2 separate regions of the Danio rerio genome follow, and region 2 is linked to region 1. A link is a contact called in public Micro-C data. All regions are on one chromosome and are shown on one strand. The core of a region is the stretch at or near the end of the contact, and the rest is flanking DNA. Distances in the headings are between cores, read along the strand shown.

What was found. Hi-C and Micro-C count contacts between places; a contact is called where the count stands out from the background.
Region 2: a Micro-C map of caudal fin shows a contact between it and region 1, with 4 times the contacts expected there. The contact joins the enhancer-like site here to the promoter of mob4 in region 1. A contact is called at or near these places in 3 of 18 Hi-C or Micro-C datasets (caudal fin, embryo and fibroblasts) and 1 of 4 datasets of contacts at active chromatin or transcription factors (embryo).

Annotation. Positions count from the first base shown.
Region 1 is chr9:33,985,386-33,988,634 of GRCz12tu, forward strand. mob4 (MOB family member 4, phocein) reads left to right here and starts at 1,628. Exons shown (of 8, transcript NM_001003439.1): 1 at 1,628-1,716; 2 at 2,426-2,488; 3 at 3,215-3,249. The coding sequence starts at 1,657.
Region 2 is chr9:34,120,246-34,123,494 of GRCz12tu, forward strand. plcl1 (phospholipase C like 1) reads left to right here. Exons shown (of 8, transcript XM_001921763.9): 4 at 1,529-1,891. Among named protein-coding and RNA genes, the nearest start is that of plcl1, 84 kb to the left of the region's middle. Within about 2 kb of position 1,571, at least 2 of the 62 cell types and tissues checked have an H3K27ac peak or open chromatin away from gene starts, as enhancers often do. A contact at or near this core is called in caudal fin, where this site is marked.

The DNA of each region.
Region 1 (3,249 bases), core at 378-2,877:
TTACACAAAGATCTTAAGAGCAGAGCAGATTTTGACAGTTTTTAAAGCTTTATTATTAGCTGATCCTGAAATCAGTTCTATGTTATTTTAATTTTAAGAAGATCACAAAGGCAGGTTTACAATTTGAGAGTCTTAAATGTGAAGTGCATGACAACATTTACTGCTTGCTTTTACAAGTCCCAAATTTTGTTCACAAAGTCATCACCAGATGGTGCCATTGGCCATTTAACGATAACATTCGATTATTTTTCTAACTGCAGAATTTCAAGACACCGATCTCCTACATGTTTATCGATTAAAAAAAAAAAGAAAAACTATTCAATATAGTAGATTACAAATCACAATCAAGCTTAGATTTGCATACAGAAAACAACACCATCTGATTATTCTTACTATTGCCTTATATGTAATCACCTGTTTCTAAATCCTGTAATACTTGTGGTAATCTGCTTAAAACTTAGCAGGATACCACCACAGTGCTCAAAATAAATGGTAAAGAACCCAAATAAGACTTGATTTACATTGACAACTGCTCATTACCCTTCCTTTTTTTTGCTTTAACCTGCACTGTAAACAATACATTTTAATTAGAGAGTTCACCCCCAAAAATGTAAAAGTCCGTTACAATCCACTTTCATTTCTCTGTTTTCCAAATGTTTAAGTTAATGTTTTTGTTCTTATGAGAGTGAACAATGACTTATAACTTGGATTTTGTTAGTTTTAAAAAGTTTTTTTTTAATATCAGCTAGCATTGAATGACTATTTATTGTCAAACTAGTGTAGTTTTAGTGCTTGAGTCCCTTATTTCTTGATTATTCTGAAATACAATATTCTTGCTTATGCGTATATTTAACTATATTTATTATATTGGTTATTACTTAAGAACCTATATAAGATATAAAGAGTAAAATATACCCATAAAAGTCATATATTTAAAAAAAATCTGAATAATAAAAAGAATAAGGGACTGTCAAGAACCAAAAAAACACAAGTATCCCCAATATTTGAATAGAATATATGAATAGAATAAAAAAACTGGCCTACTATAATTGCTGAGCTGTGTTATTTTTATTAAAGAAAAGGAAACCAAAATCAGAAATATGAATTGACACAAGTGATTGTATTTGTACAAGAAGAACTTCAAGTCATTTAAAAAGAAAAACAATGGTTTGTAATCCCAGCAGAACTCCATTAGCCATGATGGCTTAAAATTGGCAACATGGAATAAGTGAAGGCTGAATGAGATGCCAACTGGGGTTTCCCCATAGGGGCCAGTTTCATAAGTCCATATGGGCTTATGTTAAGTTAGTCACCTATTTTTATATATTTTTCTATTATGTCAGACATAAAATGTTATTAAATTAGCTGCATAAAAAAAGAATGAAAACACGGATTATCTCATGCAAACTAGCTAGGCAAACTGCTCTGTCAGATGCTTATATTTATGCATCTGACTGCATAATGGACTTCTTATTAACTAGAATCTAGAGGAAAAAGGATCTGGAAAATAGATAACACTCGATGTAAGATGGAATAAAATCATAAATGCATCTTCACCGTTTAATATTTTGAGTTTCACTGTATCCGAGCTGCTCCTGTAGTAGCCGGGCTCGTCCATTGGGGGCGCGCTGTCAATCAAACTCTAAATCTGTCGAGATGGTCATGGCGGAGGGCACAGCTGTTCTGAGGAGGAATAGACCAGGCACCAAGGCGAAGGTAAAATGAACAGCTTATAACAAGTTGACGCTCTCTTTCAAACTCAGACCTGTTCGTGGAGCACATCCTAATGTACTATTAGCGTAAAAAACAATTTGTTCTTCTGCCAGCGGAAGCCGCAGATATGCTAAAGAGCTAAGCTAACAGTTAGCCTAGAAAACTAATGATCCTTAAAGAAGGGGTTTTAACTGTGTATTTTGTTAAATATTTGTCCGTAATATGATTTGCTTGCTTTTCCAAAAGTACTTGTATATAGAGTGAAATAAGAGACAAGAGGGGCCTGATATTAGAGGTTTTATGATCTAGTTATTTGGCGAACAGCAGTCAGCTAGCAGCCGTCTACAAATACCCGGATGAACATTGCTGAATATGTATTTACATTAAATTATTATGTTTAAAACACAACAAAGTTCATTGACAGTGTCCTGCAGCATTAAGTAGGTACTCCTAGGTAACCCCCTAGGTACTTTTTCTCAATTATTTGTCAAGAAATTGTCATTACGTTTGGGACGATTTACTATAGTTTTACTGTGCATTAAAACTATGATTGCAACATAAGGAATGTGTTAATGTAATCTAACTGCGGGCAAAATTTAAGTCAAGTGAAGGATATTTTGATCATGTATGTATTGTTGACATCAGTTTTTTTAGAATTATTCTAGTGTTGATTTTACTGACTTGTTTACAATCTTGTTTTTGGGTGTTGTAGGACTTCTATAACTGGTCTGATGAGTCTTTTGAAGAAATGGACAGCACCTTGGCTGTGCAACAAGTGAGAGCTTTTACTTCTTTGAAGGTTTTGAGAAGGGTTTAATCACTTTCAATGACCCTGATATTCTTTGTACTGATGACAAAGTCTTAACTCTGATGCTTAGATAGTTTGCTTAACTGAAAGCGACATTCAGCTAGCTTGTTTTCCTTTACATGGTTGTTTACACTGTTTTGTTTGAATAAATCATCATGGATTTTGACTATATCTCTTTGCTGATTAAAAGTATTTTGTCTTTTTGTTGTTTTAATACTAATACATTAAAATAATCAATTAGGATAAACAGGATTTTTAGAAAGCTTTTGAGCTTTAAACCTTTCATGATAGTGTGTTATTATTATTGAGAATATAATAATCAAGAAACTAGGTGGCATGAAATTAGTTGTGTTCAAGAGTTGACATTCTTTTGTGTCTATTTAATAGAAAAAAAATATTTTTTGAAGTTTATCATGAAGTCATTTTAATTATGAGACAATTTAAAAGTTTTTTTTGTTCTATGCAGCATGACAAACGTTTCAGTTGATTATTAACTGAATAGTCAACAGACTTTTAAGCTTTATTAAATGTGGTCAACTAAAAATGACACTTGTCAGAAAAAAAACTTTAAAAAACCCTAAAAAAATTAGAAACATCACTTATATGTACGACGAAAGATCGTTATATGGTTCAGTTGGTTTGTTATTTAAAATTGTGTTTAACTGATAGTCATGTTTTCAATTTTCTTGTCAGTACATTCAGCAGAACATTCGCTCAGATTGTTCCAA
Region 2 (3,249 bases), core at 321-2,820, 130 kb after region 1:
CCATTTGTTAGGTTCAACATGATGTATGATATATGCTTATACAGATTTTATCAAGATAAGTTCAGGTTTACATATCTAAAAAAAAAATACTGCATAATGTAGGTTACCTGACAAAAAATCTTGTTGTTGATCCCAGTTGTAAGAGCAAGAAATAATAACTTTACTTTTAGTTGATCATTCAGAAAAGTGGCAGAAGGTAGTTTCTGATAAATTATCTGTTAAACTGCATCCCAATCGTCACAAATTCTGCTGAAGACCTTTTGGAACCTGCATGGACCCAAGATTCTCACAAAAATAAGTCAAGTTTGGTAAAGGAAAAATTATGATTTTGGGTTAAACTCGGTATGGGGCCATGCAAGAGATCTGCAGAGTGCAAACTTCAGCCTTCACATCAAAGTTCTCAAAGGCAAAGAAGGTCAAGGTGCTCCGGGATTGGCCAGCCCAGTCAAAAGATATGAACATTATTGAGCATGTCTGGGTTGTTCGTAAAACTTGGATAGGCGACAAGACTTTTGTCAGGTAGTGTATGGGTACAGAGACAGTTAAAAGGTAAAAAAAAATGTCACTTTAACATATTTATGTCACTTATGTAACTTTAATATCTTTTAAAGAGTGATACTCAATCAAAGTACAGTGATCTTTATATGTCATAATATTTACTTATTTGGGTTTTAGCATGAAATCATAGTCTCAACATGTAGTCTTACAATGGCACATGTCTGAAATCATGGTAATATTTTGCTAAACTTTAGTTTGTGGACTTGATTAAATTGGAGCATCCATGTATACAAACATGTTGTTCTGAGATGCTGCAAACCTGCCGTGAACTATTTTCTGTTGTTCAGAGTTCTGTCCAGGCGCCTGTGTGGGTGTTTTCTACCAGCTCAGGCATTTTATCTTTGTTGTCTGTTTTCCTGCCAGATTTTCTCTCTGCATTTGTTTAGTATGAATATGCATAGTCAGAGTGACATAACTATTTTTTTGTCTCACTTGTTTTGCTTGTGTATGTTAGTGCATGCTTTTGGCCCTGTACTGTATACACACATGAATATCACCTACATATCATGAATATGCTTAGACACACACATCTTAATGAAAGACTGTACTCTATGTTTTGTTGGAGATATTCAAATGACCTAATTACATATATAAAAATTTTTTCTGTCACAAGAGAAGCAATGAAATTCAAATACTATTAAGCTACATTATCATTTTGTAACAGTTCCACGGTTATATCAATGCTCCTCAAGATGTATGATTTTAATAGCGTCCTTGCTAATTTATGTGCGAGTTTGTCCTACATAACCAGGTGCTCAAGTGATGTTGTGTGTGCATGCATGCTAAGTATTTTCATATTTAAATAGATTCATGCAAATGGTGTTTTAGCTATCATATTCTGTGGTGTTATACAGTTTGCATGCTTCATATTTCAGAGGGTCTTTTTACACACCCTAGAGTTTAATTGTCTTTATGTCTGCTTGTGTAGTAGTTGTTGCACACAAATACACTCACTGTTTTCTCCTTCCAGGTGAACATGCCTGAACTAGCCCTGCTGCGTTTCGTTGTTCTGGATGATGATTATATAGGCGATGACTTCATTGGCCAGTACACCATCGCGTTTGAGTGTCTACAGCCCGGTTACAGAAATGTGCCCTTGCTGGGCCTCGCTGGAGACCCTTTGCCCCATGCCAGCCTGTTCATACACATCGCCATCACCAACCGCAGAGGTGGAGGAAAGGCTCAGAGACGGGGTCTGTCCGTCCGCAGAGGTGTGCGGCGGGGACGAGAGTATGTCACCCTGCGTAACACAGGCATCAAAGTGCTGGATGACACTTTCCGGCCTGCCAGTGGGCCTCTGCGAGAGGCTACAGACCTGCGGGAGGATGCAATGGTAAGTAAGGTGGTGCATGTTCAGACAACAGTAATACTAGCAATTTGACTTGAGTAATTGCCAGCTGCACCCTGCTGAAAATACCAGGTTAGACAAGAAGGAATTTCCATTTAGGTTCAGTTTGGATTATGCTGATTAGTGGGAATGCTTTTTCCATGTGATGCTGTGTGGTCAAGGAGTCAAGGAAGTGTAGCTGGTTTAAGGGTTAGTTCACCAAGAAGTGAAAACGCTCATTGAACATTTTAGGGCCATAAGACTGAGCCATGTTCAGATTTGATTCAGTAAGTCTTCATAAAATAAATCCATTCATTCATTCATTCATTCATTCATTCTTTCATTTTCTTTTTGGCTTAGTCCCTTTATTAATCAGGTGTCGCCACAGCAGAATGAACCGCCAACTTACCTAGCACATGTTTTACGCAGCGCTTGCCCTTCCAGCTGCAACCCATCACTGGGAAACACCCATACAGTCTCATCCACACTCATACACTACAGACAATTTAGCTTACCAAATTCATCTATATCGCATGTCTTTGGACTTGTAGGGGAAACCGGAGCACCCGGAGTAAACCCACGCCACCACGGGGAGAACATGCAGCTGCCCATGAGCTGTGCACTGCAGACGCAGTCAGTGTGAAAGGCAATTGCCTGCGCGCCTAACTTACCTAGTTATCAAAACTCTTATGTTTAGAAAGAAAATCTTTTTCCGTTAAACAGAAATTGGGGGAAAGATATACAGGGGAGTTAATAATTCAGGAGGGCCAATAATACTGATTTTAATTGTATGTAGATAAATAAAGCCCATTTGGTATGGATACTCAAACAATGCCTTCATAACCTTTTCAAATATTCTAAAGAATGATTACCTGGACCAACAATGGATTGCTCTATTAAAAATGGATGTGCCATTTAATTTTTGAAGACTGCCAATGTTTTATAGGTTTGGAACAACATGTCACTAAGTAAATTTTGTCTATTTTATATATATATATATATATATATATATATATATATATATATATATATATATATATATATATATATATATATATATATATATATATATATATATATAATTTCAAATAATTATATTTCAATATTCTATTCATTTTAATATCCTATTTTATTTATAAATATATTATTTTACATTAACTTTTAATTTTGACATGTTTTATTTTTTGCCTAATCATGGGCTTCAGTGTGAACATTTTTACTGATGTGTTTTCCCCTTGTATTTATTTATTACACAAAGCTATTATCAGATGATGCCAAATTAGGGTCAGCGGGCTACTGCTTTGTCCAGAATGATGGCTGTGTTAACGAGCTAGACCTGTCTAAATAATACATTGGTTTTGAAA